Linked DNA regions of Zea mays: region 1 is linked to region 2. The links are chromatin contacts, called in public Hi-C maps. All regions are on one chromosome and are shown on one strand. The core of a region is the stretch at or near the end of the contact, and the rest is flanking DNA. Distances in the headings are between cores, read along the strand shown. Region 1 holds the start of LOC100381930 (transcription factor LHW). Region 2 holds the start of LOC103654613 (pentatricopeptide repeat-containing protein At5g48910).

Region 1 (6,609 bases), core at 270-2,769, 150 kb before region 2:
TACCCACAGTGCTTTAAATGAGGTGGCAGCAGCACAATGGAACCAGACAAAACTGAAATTGGGTTCGCATTTATTTCGCTGGAGAATTCTCAGAAGAGGAGAAGCACTCAGCACTCAGCAGTACTGGCCGTACCTCGGAGGAGAGCCCGTGACCATTGGCGGTACCGCGGACGATCCATTGGTGGTTGCCACTGAACGCAGCACGGCCTACGGTCCTGCCAAAACAAAAAACACAGGCGCATCGCGTTCTAAACAAGAGAGACGATGGCCAAACCAAGAAATCGCTGCGGCTGCTTTTGCTTACCCTTGTCCGACGACATGGACCTGCGACGCCATAACGCTGTGAACAAGCGAGCAGATGGTGTTAGCAGCAGGAACAGAGCACCCGGCGTCGCTGGGCAGAGATTCGGAAGGCTCAGATCCGACAGGACATGACGTGTGGCCACAGTAGCCGTCCTCCTGCACCAAATGCCTGTGCATTTCCAGGGGGGGAAATGAGACAGAGGAACCATAACCATGAGGCGATGAGGAGTATGAAATTTGGAGGAAATTGTTCGGCTTTTTTAGCTCAGATATTCCCATCTTCGAAACTTCGAGCGAATTTTCAGAACAGATTAGCAACGAAAACTTGACGGTTGGAAAAAGAATGGTTGAATGAGCACAAAGACCAAAAAATAACTTTTGTTACGAGAACGAGCAGGATACCAGCGAAGAAAAATGAGCACAATGGCAGAAGTCTTAGATTTTTTGTAAGATTCAGCGGGAGGACGAGCTCGAACACAAAAAAACCAAAGAAAATCTGAGGAAACAGTGGAGGCGGCAGCTTACACGGGGTCTGCAGCACCGATGGCCTTCCAGAAGACGGCGTAGGACCACCCGATCTCCTCGCACAGCCGTCGCAGCGCGTCCCCGACCGCCATCTCCGTGCCCCCCGCCCCCTCCCCTCTTCCTCCAGCCGCTCCGCTAGAACCCCGGCGCCCTCAGCGCCAAAACCCTAGCCCCGAGCCCCCGACTCGGATTGCGAGAGAGAGAGAGAGAGAGACGGCGTCCAGTCGCTCGGTCTACGCGCCGCGGCAGCTGGCGCGCCCGGCCTGCTTCGCGCGGAGACCGCCGCCCCTCCACGCAGCTGCCGCCTCCGGAGCACCTACGCGTCCCCTCGCCGCCGGGGCACGGGCAGCAGCCATCACAGGGCGGGGCCAGTGGCCAGCTCCTTTGCCGAGGGGGTGTCGTCGCCCTCCTCGTGAATACAAGACGAGCGCCTCTCACAAGCGGCGGCGGCGGCGGCGCCTGCGATGGCAGCCACGGCTGCGGCGCGCGGACCTCCCGGATTCAGCCTTGTCGCTGGCTGCTGCCTCCACTCCACTCGTGGGGGCGGCGGCTCAGCCTTGCTGCTGCTGCTGCTGGCTGATCTCCACTCTCTATGGTCTGCTCTGCTGCCTCTATTTGCTTGAGAGCTAGCGTCACTGTTGTGTTGTGTGTGTCTCGCTCGCTTTCGTCCGCATTGCTGCTTTGTTTACTTGCCTTCCTTTTCCTTTTCCCTCTTTTTTTTTTCCCTTGCCTTCGCGGCTCCCGAGACAGCCATCATTCCTTCCACAAAGGGCAAAATGGAGAATTACTTTAGATGATGCTTTATAGTTTTATTTGTACCAAATCCATGTTGTGATGACCAGTCTTTTTTTTTGTCTCCGGGCTCCGGGCACATGGCTATACATTAAAATGTCTCTTGTTTCACAGGTAAAAGAGTTATCATAATGTTTTAAAGTAAAATAGAGTTTCTAAATGATATCCTAAACAATTTAAATTATACTGCCTCTCCGTTTTTTTATTTGTCGTAGTTTAGTTAAAAATAAACTAAGGTGCAACAAATATTTAAGAACAAAGGTAGTGGTACCGATTTTTTTTCACAAACTTGTAAAGTATGTCTCTTAAAATTATTGGTCCTATAAGAAGAACACGGCTTGATGGACTAGTTTGACAAATAATCATTAAGTAGAGTCCATAAATTTAATCATTTCTAGACCAAAAGATGCCTTTGTTTATGAGGAGTCCATAAATTAACAGTTGCGCACTTATTCGTCCTAGATTTTGGAGTTGCCACACGCCGGTTGCATATTAGCTACTTTCACTTTTTGCCATCCTTTTGTCTTTACATTAACCCAAGGCACCAGTATCACCGTAGCAGTAAACAAACAAGAATAAACACGGCCGGAAAAACAAGATCGCTGTCGTCGTCGTTGCTGATTTAGGGTTCATGCCTTATTCTAGAATCTCATAATTACCTAAACAACTCCTAAATTTTTGTATTCGATATTGTGCCAGGCCCTCACAATCTCTAGGTCTGTTTGGAAGTAAAGCATCTTTATAGTTTCTAGACAAAATCGTCGTTTTTAGTGATACCATAATATTTTGTGTCATAAGAATAAATTCATGAAACTATATTTCCAAATCCATGGTATTCTAGCTATCATGATATTTTTGGAGTATTGAAAAAAAACTTCACTCCAACATAAAGTTTTTATGGCATGGCTAGCTTTTGCACAATAATACCATGGTTTACAACGCTGTATCCAAACATCGTTTCTCAAAAACCATGGTATTTGGGAGATGACAAAAACTACAGTATTGGCATAGCAATTGTAAGTATAATATTTTATAAAACCATGGTCATAAAAAATATTGTTGCCAAAAGGGGGGGGGGCTTAACTTAAGCTGATAATGAGATTTGTATTAGTTTTTATGCGGTATGGAACTTATCAAAATTAAATCCATAGGGAACCAAACGTCACGTTAATTTATCTGCAATGCTATTTGTCATTTTAATTTCCACCTGTCACCAAAGCTTTATTATAGTACCAGTAGTAGTACACAACTGCCAAAAGTTGCATTGCTCCAAACAAGACAAATACCTGGATAATATAAAGAAGAAAAGAAAAGGAGCAGCGCAATTGGGAATATATGACATGTGTCAGGAGCAGAAAACTAGAGTATTGCTAGTTGCTGCATACTTGTACGCGTCCTGGCCTACACCCTGATCATACCGTGGAGCATTAGCAATGATGGTTACATGGACCTTCAGAAAAAGGCCTTCTTGGAGTGCAAATCATGCGGTCGTGTATGCTTTTGAGGGGCTCGGGTGGGGTGGGGTGGGGGGGGGGGGGGACAGTTTAGATTTTTAACAAATAAAATACTGTAGTATAGTATAGTTTTCCTTGCATAAAGGGCGCGAGGGAAAGTAATAAAGTGTATAGATAAGCCATTCAGACGGCCAATGCTGCGCCTGTGCTAGCTAGCTAGATTGGAGACTTTTTCCAGCAAAGTTGTACTCCATTTAGCGAGTAATTGAGGCTATGCATGGTGATCATTTGATTAGAACCTAATAAATATGGCCAGAGGTTAATTACAATATAATGATAGCTTTCTTCCATTTAAATCGATCTATGTGTTTCAGGGATTTCTGCATTCCAGTTCGAGACCAGCACTTTTCCTGATGATTAAACTAAGACTATGTTTGGAAGCAACTCAGTTCTTTTTATCTTTTAGTCAAGAGAGGCTAGCTTTTTATATTTAAGAAACTAAGAATCTAATTTCTATAAACTGATTCATAAATTGGTATGTTTGAAACCACCTCAATTTCTATATATAAACCAGTTTGTTAAAAAATGGGTGCTTCTAAACAGGGTCTAAGAGCAACACCAAGAGAATAAGTATTATAAAGGTAAATTTAGCTAATATTAGAAGAAAGGTGTATTCAATAGACTCTGTAAATGACTCTTCAAATTTAGTGGCTCTCTATCCCTCTACGTTCGCTCTCCATTTTTAGATAGTTTGCTTCACTCTCTATTCAGTCCGTATGTTTTACTGAGTCTGTTGGATTAGCCTATATTTTTTCTCTAAAATCTATTTTAGAGAGTAGCTAAATCATTAAATTTAGCTAATCTTTTTATCTAATTTTTTGGATTTGCTCTAAGTTATCCACTTTTATCTCGCTGGACTTAATGCTTGCAGCGGTTAGAGACCCTTGACTAGCTAGCAGAGCAATCAAACTGGCGACACGCACACGTCAATCCATGCTTTTACCACTAGAATCCAGCTTTTGCTAAACCAGATCTTTGTCGTTTGATCTTGCTCACTTTCCGTTTGGTCCCCATCTGCCGCTGAAATGTCCTTTCTCTCCCTCCCTCCTTGCTTGTATACCCACTATGCTAGGTAATGGTTGTGGAGAAGAGATTAGTTCTGCTCATGTCATCTAATCCTTTAACTAAAGGGAGCAAATGCAGATGTATCCCTTTCAGGTATGATATGATGTTATATCCTAATTGTTGCTGTGTTCCTTGACCAGTCCAACACATGTTATGTCCCAGCAGCTTGAATCTTTTTTTACGTTGCTTCGCTGTTTAAGTCATGTTTGAAAGCAACCCAGTTTTTTTTTGTGTGTTGCTTCGATGTTTAGTCACATACCTAAAAAGCTCTATGGACACACACACGCAAAAAAAATATATATGCCGCCACTTTATTTCAAGATAGCTGCCGAAAGCGATTGATATATGTATGATTAAGAATAATGTGCACCGTGTTTGGAATTAGGCCGTTAGCAGGAACGTGTTGCATTTCATTGTTTAATGCTAGAGAAGATGACCAAATCCAATCGATGAAAGATTTCGATGGGTCGTTAGCGCGGATGCTTGCACTTGATCTCTTTGATCTAGAAATTGACTAGCGCACATGTTTCTTCTAGAAGGTCGAGATATATATATCGAAATAATCTCGCTGGATGGATGTAGGGGAGAAAGCAGGAAGAACTATGTAGATGACCAATTTGGTTCAATTAACTTTTGTTCTTGCCATAAAGCTGGATTCCGTCATTACTGACGAATACCAAATAGAGTAGGCAGGCACTACTTCGAGCTCCCAATCACTGGCACATTTTTTTTGTTCCATTAAAGGACGGTAAAACATTTACCATACATTTTAGTAAAAGAAAATATAAAAAAAGTTGTCGGTCTAGTTTTTTAAGTGAAAGCTAGGTATAAAACCAACCAACTAGAATACAACGATCAACAACTCAAGCATCAAGGCTGGGGCTTCTAAGAGGATGTTTAAATGTATTATAGCTAATAATTAGTTGGCTAAAAAATTGTTAGTAAAATTAGCTAGCTAACAAATAGATAGCTAACTATTAACTAATTTACTAAAAATAGCTAATAGTTGAACTATTAGCTAGGATGTTTGATGTCTCCAACTAATTTTAGTCAGCTTTAGTGCATTCAAACACCCCTAAAACTTAACACAACTTCTAGTGCATATGAGGCAACACTAAAAACAAACTCAACCGAAAACGTACTGGCAGATATTTTGATTTGAGCTCTATTTAGTACTGTAGAAATCTAGCTTAAAAAAGATTTGTAGATTTCTCGTAACGGGTATTCCTTAGCTCGACGAAGATGTGAACTTGGTGCTGTTGGGTCATAAAGCTTGCCAACTTGGTTCTCATTATTGATATGCAAAAGCAATATCTAATATATTCAAGGACATATCTAGCAAAAAATTAGGATAGGGCTGAATTAAACCGCTACAGTGATACAATCTTACTAAAACTATGTCCAGCACCATACCCATATGGTTATCAAAAATATTGGTTTGTTGTACTGTAGACCGTATTGCAGAGAAGAGTTTGAATATAGAAATGTGTAAGCTGCTAGAGATAGTCTAAATCACTCACAGTAAACGTATATAATAATTTGAAGTAGTATTATATTAAAACATCGAAATTGTATTATATTAAAACATCGATGAAGGATAAAACTCATAAAATATATAATGAGATTATATTATATATGTATTAAATTTTAGGAGAGATTTTAGTGGTTACTATAGACTTGGGAGCGGTAAGGGGATGGAGCCCCCCATCCCACCGCTAGTTACATGCCTGAATACATAATGCCTCCAATCCCATGTAACTCCAAAAAAATGTTGATTTGGAGTGATGCTTGCACAATACCATGATCTATTTTAGTATAAAATAGTCTTTAAAGGCAACATGCTCTCCTACTCTTTATCTATGTGTCTCTCTAAATTATTTTATATCTTGAGGTGGATATTTAGCCAACTATAGAAGTTGGTTTATAGAGACGGGTCAAAAATTAGTTATCCATATACGTCAACTTCTAGCTAGAGGTAGTTGGAATTTGATCTATCCCTCTAAATAGTTTTACATAACTTTTGATTTGGACCTAGAAAATAAATAATAAATGAATAACTCTAAAAAAACTCACGAGATGACCCATCCTTGGTTGCAAGCTAGAAGCTATATAATTTTCATGCAAAATACACATGTACACATGAGGATCAAACTTAGACTAGCAGCCTCGGTATGTTCTTACGAAAAACACATCACAAGGATCGAACTCATGACTATCGTCCTCATATGTTGCTTCTTTATCATTGCATCTTAAAGTCACTTGTGATCTCATGGATGCTACTATTATTCCTTTATATTCACTTTAGCAAGTATTATGATGAATACTAGAAACCTAAACAATTTTAAATGGGAAATGTTTAAACTGAAACGATTTAGATCTTGCCTAGTAGGATCAGTGATACAACTTTGGT
Region 2 (6,975 bases), core at 3,742-6,241:
AATCAGATTTTTTTGTTTCTATGCATGTAGCAGTTAATGGATACACTTTTTAATTTCTCGCGCATACGAGGAATGAGACACATGCGATAGGAGGGCTAGCAGTCAGGCTGATCTGATGGGGAAGGGAGGGAAGCGCCTCGGCTTCCTGTATACAACTAGAAGCGGAGGGCTTCCAATATCCTCACTATATATATATATCTTTACTATATTTAAAGCACCAGTTTCAGCGGTCATCTTTTCACAAAAAGTCCCTACATTTCTTCCAAATCAACTTAGCGTAAGCGGTGCAGGAGTTGGGGTTTGAACCCACAACCTGATGGAAGAAGGATGAGAGACACTAGACGAATTTGTCTAACCAGTAAAACATCATGTTCAAGCGTTTATAATATTAAATATAAATTGACAAATGTATATATATTTTTTTGTGAAATAAAAAAATAATCGTGTCGGGCCAGCAAGCACTACGGGCCCAGGCTACAGCCCAAGCACCGCATTACGCTCGTGCCGGTTTGGCTCAGGCACTATTAAATGGGTCATGCCTCGGACCGGCTCGCTAGACATGACCCATCTGGCCATCTATATATCCGCACGATAATAAGGTCCTCGCCTCAGTTGCCACCACCTCATTCGTCATTCTACTTTTTTTTCTCTCTCCTCTCATACCTCCACCTCCGCACCACCACATTCTCGGCAGAGGGCGTAGGAGCATGCGCCTCCTACTCATATTCGTCCGACACCAGCCCCGACACCGACTCGCGCAGTGACTATTGCACGTCCACGAGGACGTTTCACATCATGCACGCACCATCGTTTTTGCCGTCGCCGGACGTCCCGTTCGTCTTCTCGGCCTACGCCCTGTTCTTCCTCTCCAACCTACTGCCCCCGCCCATAGTCGCAGCCGCGAGCCGACGACGTTCGTCGACGCCGGTACGGAACTAGTCGATCATGCTCCTGGCCTTTCTCCGCGCGTGCCGTCGAGGAGGACATGGTGGCGCCTGCCACACTTAGGTTATCTTAGCGATGAGGAGTCCAGATCTGAGATATTGGACAACCAAGGCCCGTAGCGTGGCAGCTAGGGATGAAAACGGGACGGATACAGCCGGATACAGGGTCATCCCGTATCCTACCCTAATGTATTTCTCTCGGATACGGGACCGGATACGGGTAGTTAACATTCGGGACGGATACAGGACGGGACCGGGTAATAATCCGGACGGGTAAGAAACGGATAACGGATACTACTCGGGTACGTACCGGATAATTGTTGGGTAGTTCATCCGATGATATTCATTGTCCAACCATCCATAAGTTAAGCAATACATAATCATGTAGATAGATCAGATGTAAAAAAGGAAACCGGTAAAAATTAACATCATGCAGTTCAAAGTTGCTTATCACAAAGACATTGTAGTACCAACACCGCAATATTTAAAATTCATAAAATATTCTAGTTTCACTAAAAAATTGCAAATAAGTTACAAAAACTAATAAACATTTTATATGAAGATAACTCAAGTCCTCGTATGAAAATGATAAAGCGTAGTACTGATTATGTTGAAACTTGGATACTTACACTAATTTCACATGTAACTCATACAAATAAGTGAAAGTGAAAGGAAAGAAACGTGGACATCTTATAGATCTTATGATCCAAACATTTTTTATGGTTACATATGGACATATGTTGTATCTCCGTAAAATTTCACGATTTTTTTAGGCTATTTATGTATTATTAATTTCTTGTCATAGAAAATCATCAAAATACAATTAAATCATTAAAATACTATCTAAACAAAAAATTGATGTATTACAAAGTCGTAGATCTCTTCAAGCTCTACAATTTTCATATAAACTTTATTTTCATCCGATTTCATATGTAAAAGTTATGATTTTATAACTATATTATGCAGAAAAAGAAAAAACGGGTACCCGAATTCCGGGTACCCGTATCCGACCCGGGATTTCCGGGTACCGACCGGGTATTAGTGATTCCGTATCCTACCCGTATCCGAGGTTCAATATCCGGGTAATACCCGTATCCGTCCCGACAAACAAAATACTCGTATCCGTATCCGAAATTACATCCCGTTTTGGTACCCGTATCCGATACCCGTTCCGGGTACCCGTCCCGTTTTCATCCCTAGTGGCAGCAGTCGGCATATGCTACGGAGTTGGTGGTGTTGTTGTGTCGCTTCGGCGGGTCTAGGGCTGGGAAGACACTCACATTCTCTCGCCCTTCTCAGATTGACGCCTGGTGCGGGTGGCTCTCGGTTTGGAGCTGCTCCGGCTGAACTTCTTTTTTCCGTTTGCGTGCTCTCTCCCTATATATCTAGCGGTATACTATCTATGTCGCCTCTAGATGCCCAGGTCTTCGTCGTGTTCTTCTCCGGCAACGAATAGGCATGTCCGCCTCTTCCATTCTCTTCCTGCTCTACATTCTAATTATTTATAATTAAAGAAAAAAAAGTAAAAAAACTGATATTCGAATAAGTATCCGTTTACCTCCATGTATATATTGTAAAAAGAGAATTCAGCATTCTTTCTCTAAAATTTGGCAGAAAATATCAGCGTAGAATAACTCTGACCTATCACATATTCACAGCAAGACAAAGAAGTTACATATCTTGGCATGTTCCGCATGTACAAGCAGATTAGCATAGAGCCAAGTCCCTAATTGGAGTTCGGCACGTCACCTGAGTTGGAACCTTGCACGCTCGGCAGTGGTGCCCTAGACTCCAAGTAAAAGACCGAAAGCAACAGCCATTATTGCCGTGCGCTGTTCTTGGCAGACAGCCAAGATGCGAACGCCACTGCGGCACCGGGGATCCGAATCTGATACAGTCCTCGAGCCTATACTTGTAGCCTGTACAAGTAAGTGCATGGCGACAGGTTCTACGTCAGACGCCACTACGGTGGTCGGACTCGCCTTGAAGCTTCAGCTAGCTGCCAACCTCTGTTCTGACCTGACCTCTGGATGCCTCTCCCTTTCAGAGATCAGCATCGGCGTAAAAATGACTGGCACAGGAGAGAGCCGCACTGCCAGCCACGGAACTGTCGATCTATCATTGCTGGACATGAAAAATGCCACGGAAAATTCCCTTCGTAGGAGTTGCATTGGATACAAGGAAGGGCAAAGATGCTGGTGCTTATGCGTATATCCGTTTCTTCTGCCTGCTAATTTGTTGGCCTTAGCCGATTAGTCTGCAGTCAGCACGAATCCAGGATCAGAATCTGTAAAATACCCTACCCTGGCCCACCAACTTTTACAAGTCTATTACAGCCACCATATGTGATTTATCCCAACGATGTGAAGTCTGAAGTGCTCCAATCACAGGCCAGGCTTAGTGTCAACTCCAAGCATATGTGCAGAGCGTGCAGTATCTGCAACCCCTGCTACTGTGTGGCCCACGTTTCAAACTTGCTATTTGAAATTCCTAGGCCCAACTTTGGATTCTGTCACAGACACACAGCCATATCCTAATTATCAGAAGAATCTTAAGAGCTCCAGTCAGATGACATCCTTCATATGTGTTAACTTAGGAAGTATGGTACCAAATAAATCTGGATACCAAGATTCTTCCAACAGTGTTAGCAAACACATTCCCTACCATGGAACACGTTGAAAACTCAGCTGCTTCTAGACCTTAATAATTCCAAGCATGCTTCACCACAAGTTCCCAAACATGACAGCAACGACAAATTGGTCGGTTTCATGGAAGTCTCAATCAGACCCGTGTTGCACAAAACTTGACTGAAAGTTGAACTTTGTAACCAAGTATCCATGTTTCACAGGTTCTATGGCTGCACTGCTAGCTACAGCAAATTGATATGATAATAATTTGCAGTCTGAGACAAGAAAATTGGCATTACAATCTCCATACACACCTCGTGGGCATTGGTTTGAGGCATTTGTTGCATTCAGGCGCAATGTCCATGCAAATGCCAGAACTGACCTGAAGACGTTGCCACCCACAACAGACACAGTCAGTCAACGAATCAACAGACAGACTTCTGATTTTACTAGCCAGGAGGGGCTCTTGCTGCATGAATGACTGAAAACATACAATGCACTTACAAGCAACGCTACCACATTGCCATCTATGGAGTATTTCTTAGTCCGATTCGTGTCCAAGCAAGCAATCCACCCAAAAGATGCATGGCGATGGATGATCATTTCAGATCAGAGGTCTGAACTGCGCTTCAAGTCTTCAACTGATGATGCATTAGTCAGACCGCGAGTTTTCACGCAACGGCATACCGGCGCATGAGCCCGGCCACCCGCTCGGCAACGTCAACCCGGCCGTGCACGCGGCACGCGGTGAGGAGCGCCGCCAAGATGACCCTGTCCGGGCGCGCCTCCATCCCGGCCACGAGTCTCTCGGCCTCCTCCACCTCCCCGACGCGCCCCAGCATCTCCACCATGCACGTGTAGTGCTGCAGCGCGGGGCGGGGTACCCTCGCGAACACGCGCCTCCCCTCGGCCACCATCCCTGCGCGCGCGCACGCCGCCAGGAGCACCGTCACCGCCCTGTCGTCCACCCCTGCCTCCGGGACATTTAGCAGATCCAGAGCCTCCGCGCACCGGCCGTGCGCCGAGAGCGCGCCGGCGAGCGCGGTGCGGGACGAGAGCGTTGGGGGCGTTTCGTCGAACAGGGCGCGCGCGGAGTCGAGGTCCCCGCAGGCGGAGTAGCCTTGGATGAGGGACGACGCGAGGAGGGCGGGGACTCCGCGGCGGAGCACGGCGGCGTGGAGGGAAGCCACCAGCGGCAGGGACGGCAGGGCTGATGCCCGGCGGAGGAACGCAGCGTAGCGCCCCTGCAACCGCATTGATGGATACAGGATGCTGTTGGCACGGACATTTGCCCTGTTTTGCTTGCGCAAAGATAAAGGGGTTAAAAATGTTGTGGTCGGCCCATGGGCTATTAGTGGCCCGTGGATTGGACCAATAGCAATAGTATGAAAAAGACTATGGAGCTGCTTGAAATTCAAATAGCTTGTCCAACAGTTTGCAAAACTCAATTTTAAGGGCCAGTTTATAAACTTAAATCATTTTCAGGATTTCCGGGGATTAAATAGAAAATTAGCTTAAATTTTTCTCTTAATCCCTAGGAATACCTGAGGGGATTTGAATTTCCAAACTAGTCCTAATATTGATTTTTTACCTGATAAAAAAAGTCACTTTCCAACGACTCGTTGTCTCAACTCTTGATCTTTTTTACTTAAAAAATCAATCCAATCACGTGTAAATAAACGCGTATGTAACAATAAACCAATCGTGACAAGAAAGAATTTGGAAAAGTGTCGGTGTTTCGGACCCAGTGGACCCTTAACCGACTAGTGAATTTTATGTTGCGTGTCCCTGCCCGGATGGATTGATGCAAAATGAAACACAAGGTTTATCCTGGTTCGGGCTAAGAATGCCCTACTTCCAGCAGAGAGAGGATGAGGCTTATATTATCTTGCACCGGGGTGCTTATAGTAGGGTTTACAAGCTTCGCGAGAGAGAACGGATCCCAGATCTCTTGAGAGGTCTAGTGTTGTGGAGAGGAGGTTGGCCCTGAGGTGTTTTTTGTTGATGTTGGGTGAGCCGTCTGGGTGAGCTTTCGAAGCTTGCCTTGGGAAGGCCCTGGGCATCTCCTTTTATAGGTATAAGGAGGTGACCCAGCTGTACATATGGGGGTGTAGCTATGCGCTAACGTGGACGACGGAGAAGTGCTTGAGCCCTGTTGAAGCGTGGCCAGCGGCGCGGCCCCAGGTCCTGACCCCTGTAGCGGCGCGGTCGGCTCCGCCGAGTTGAAGGCCTGGTCGTCGAGGTGGCCTTGAAGTTTGTGTCCTGCTGACGTTTCTCTGACTTTGTAGAGAGCTGAGGACAGTCGACGTCATGGGCGCATGTCGGGAATCATCATTACCTGTTACTGGAGTAATTTGATGTGACACCGGTCTTGTTCCTTCATAGCCTGAGGTGGCTAGCTATGGGTAGGATAGTGTTATATTCCCTGTTCGCGTAGTCGGTCCGAGGCCGTCTTGGGCGAGGCGGTGATTTCTCCCGAAGCCGAGGCCTAGGTCGGGCGAGGCGAAGACCTCCTTCCGAGGCCTGGGTCGGGCGTGGTGACGATTCCTCCCGAAGCCGAGGCTAGGGCCGAGGCCTGGGTCGGGCAAGGCGGAACTCCCTTGTTGCGCCCGAGGCTGAACTCGGGAGAGACAGTAACTTACTGTTGTTAGTCTTACCCCGGTGGTTGGCACAGTGGTCGGAACGGGGTGAATAGTGTCGTTATCCTGTCATAACGATCAGTGAAAGGGTGAAGTGACTGCGGTCATTTCGATCTTGCCAACCGCGGTGCGCGTGTCGGGATAAGGTGTCAAGTGATCCCTGCATTAAATGCGCACGTGATACGGTCGATGGCAAGGCAGTTTGGCCGAGGCCGCTATACAACAAAGTTTACCCGAGTTTTGCCTCGGGCGAGCCGGGGGTGCGCCCTCTGCCTGAGGGGACCCTCGGGCGAGCCGTGAATCCGTACGGGACTACTGTTCTTGCCCGAGGCTGGGCTCGGGTGAGACAGGACCGCGTCTCTTGGTAGACGAGGCCTTGACTTGAACTGTGCTTTCCAGTCTTTATGGTTTGTTTTAAAGATGTTCTTCAGCCATGTTTAGGAGTACTGGGGGTACCCCTGATTATGGTACCCGACAAAAAGAATAAAGAATATTTTTAGAGTTCAAGGACATTTCATTCCCAAGCATCATGACCAACGGCGTGATGCCAAAAACAATAACATCATTTGGTTACATCAAATTTTTTTACATCCAGATATCAAGCTTTAAGCCAAACATTTCTCTAACAGAACAACCAGAACTAAAAAAATCATATAACTAGACCTCATTTTGCCCTACTACACAAGTTCTTTTCTAGCTCTCTTACACGCAGAAGATCATCTCCAAAGCAATCTTATTGCATTTGTCGTATTCTTCAACAACTTC

What was found. A called contact is a pair of places that touch in the nucleus more often than the background predicts.
Region 1: a contact with region 2 is called in a Hi-C map of leaf, with 5 times the contacts expected there. The contact joins the promoter of LOC100381930 here to the promoter of LOC103654613 in region 2. A contact is called at or near these places in 8 of 25 Hi-C or Micro-C datasets (bundle sheath, ear, leaf and 1 more).

What each region holds. Positions count from the first base shown.
Region 1 is chr4:219,237,957-219,244,565 of Zm-B73-REFERENCE-NAM-5.0, reverse strand. LOC100381930 (transcription factor LHW) reads right to left here and starts at 1,519. Exons shown (of 10, transcript XM_008681465.3): 1 at 829-1,519; 2 at 305-472; 3 at 134-215. The coding sequence starts at 920.
Region 2 is chr4:219,088,917-219,095,891 of Zm-B73-REFERENCE-NAM-5.0, reverse strand. LOC103654613 (pentatricopeptide repeat-containing protein At5g48910) reads right to left here and starts at 4,991. Exons shown (of 1, transcript XM_020552836.2): 1 at 2,514-4,991. The coding sequence starts at 4,827. The coding sequence ends at 4,243.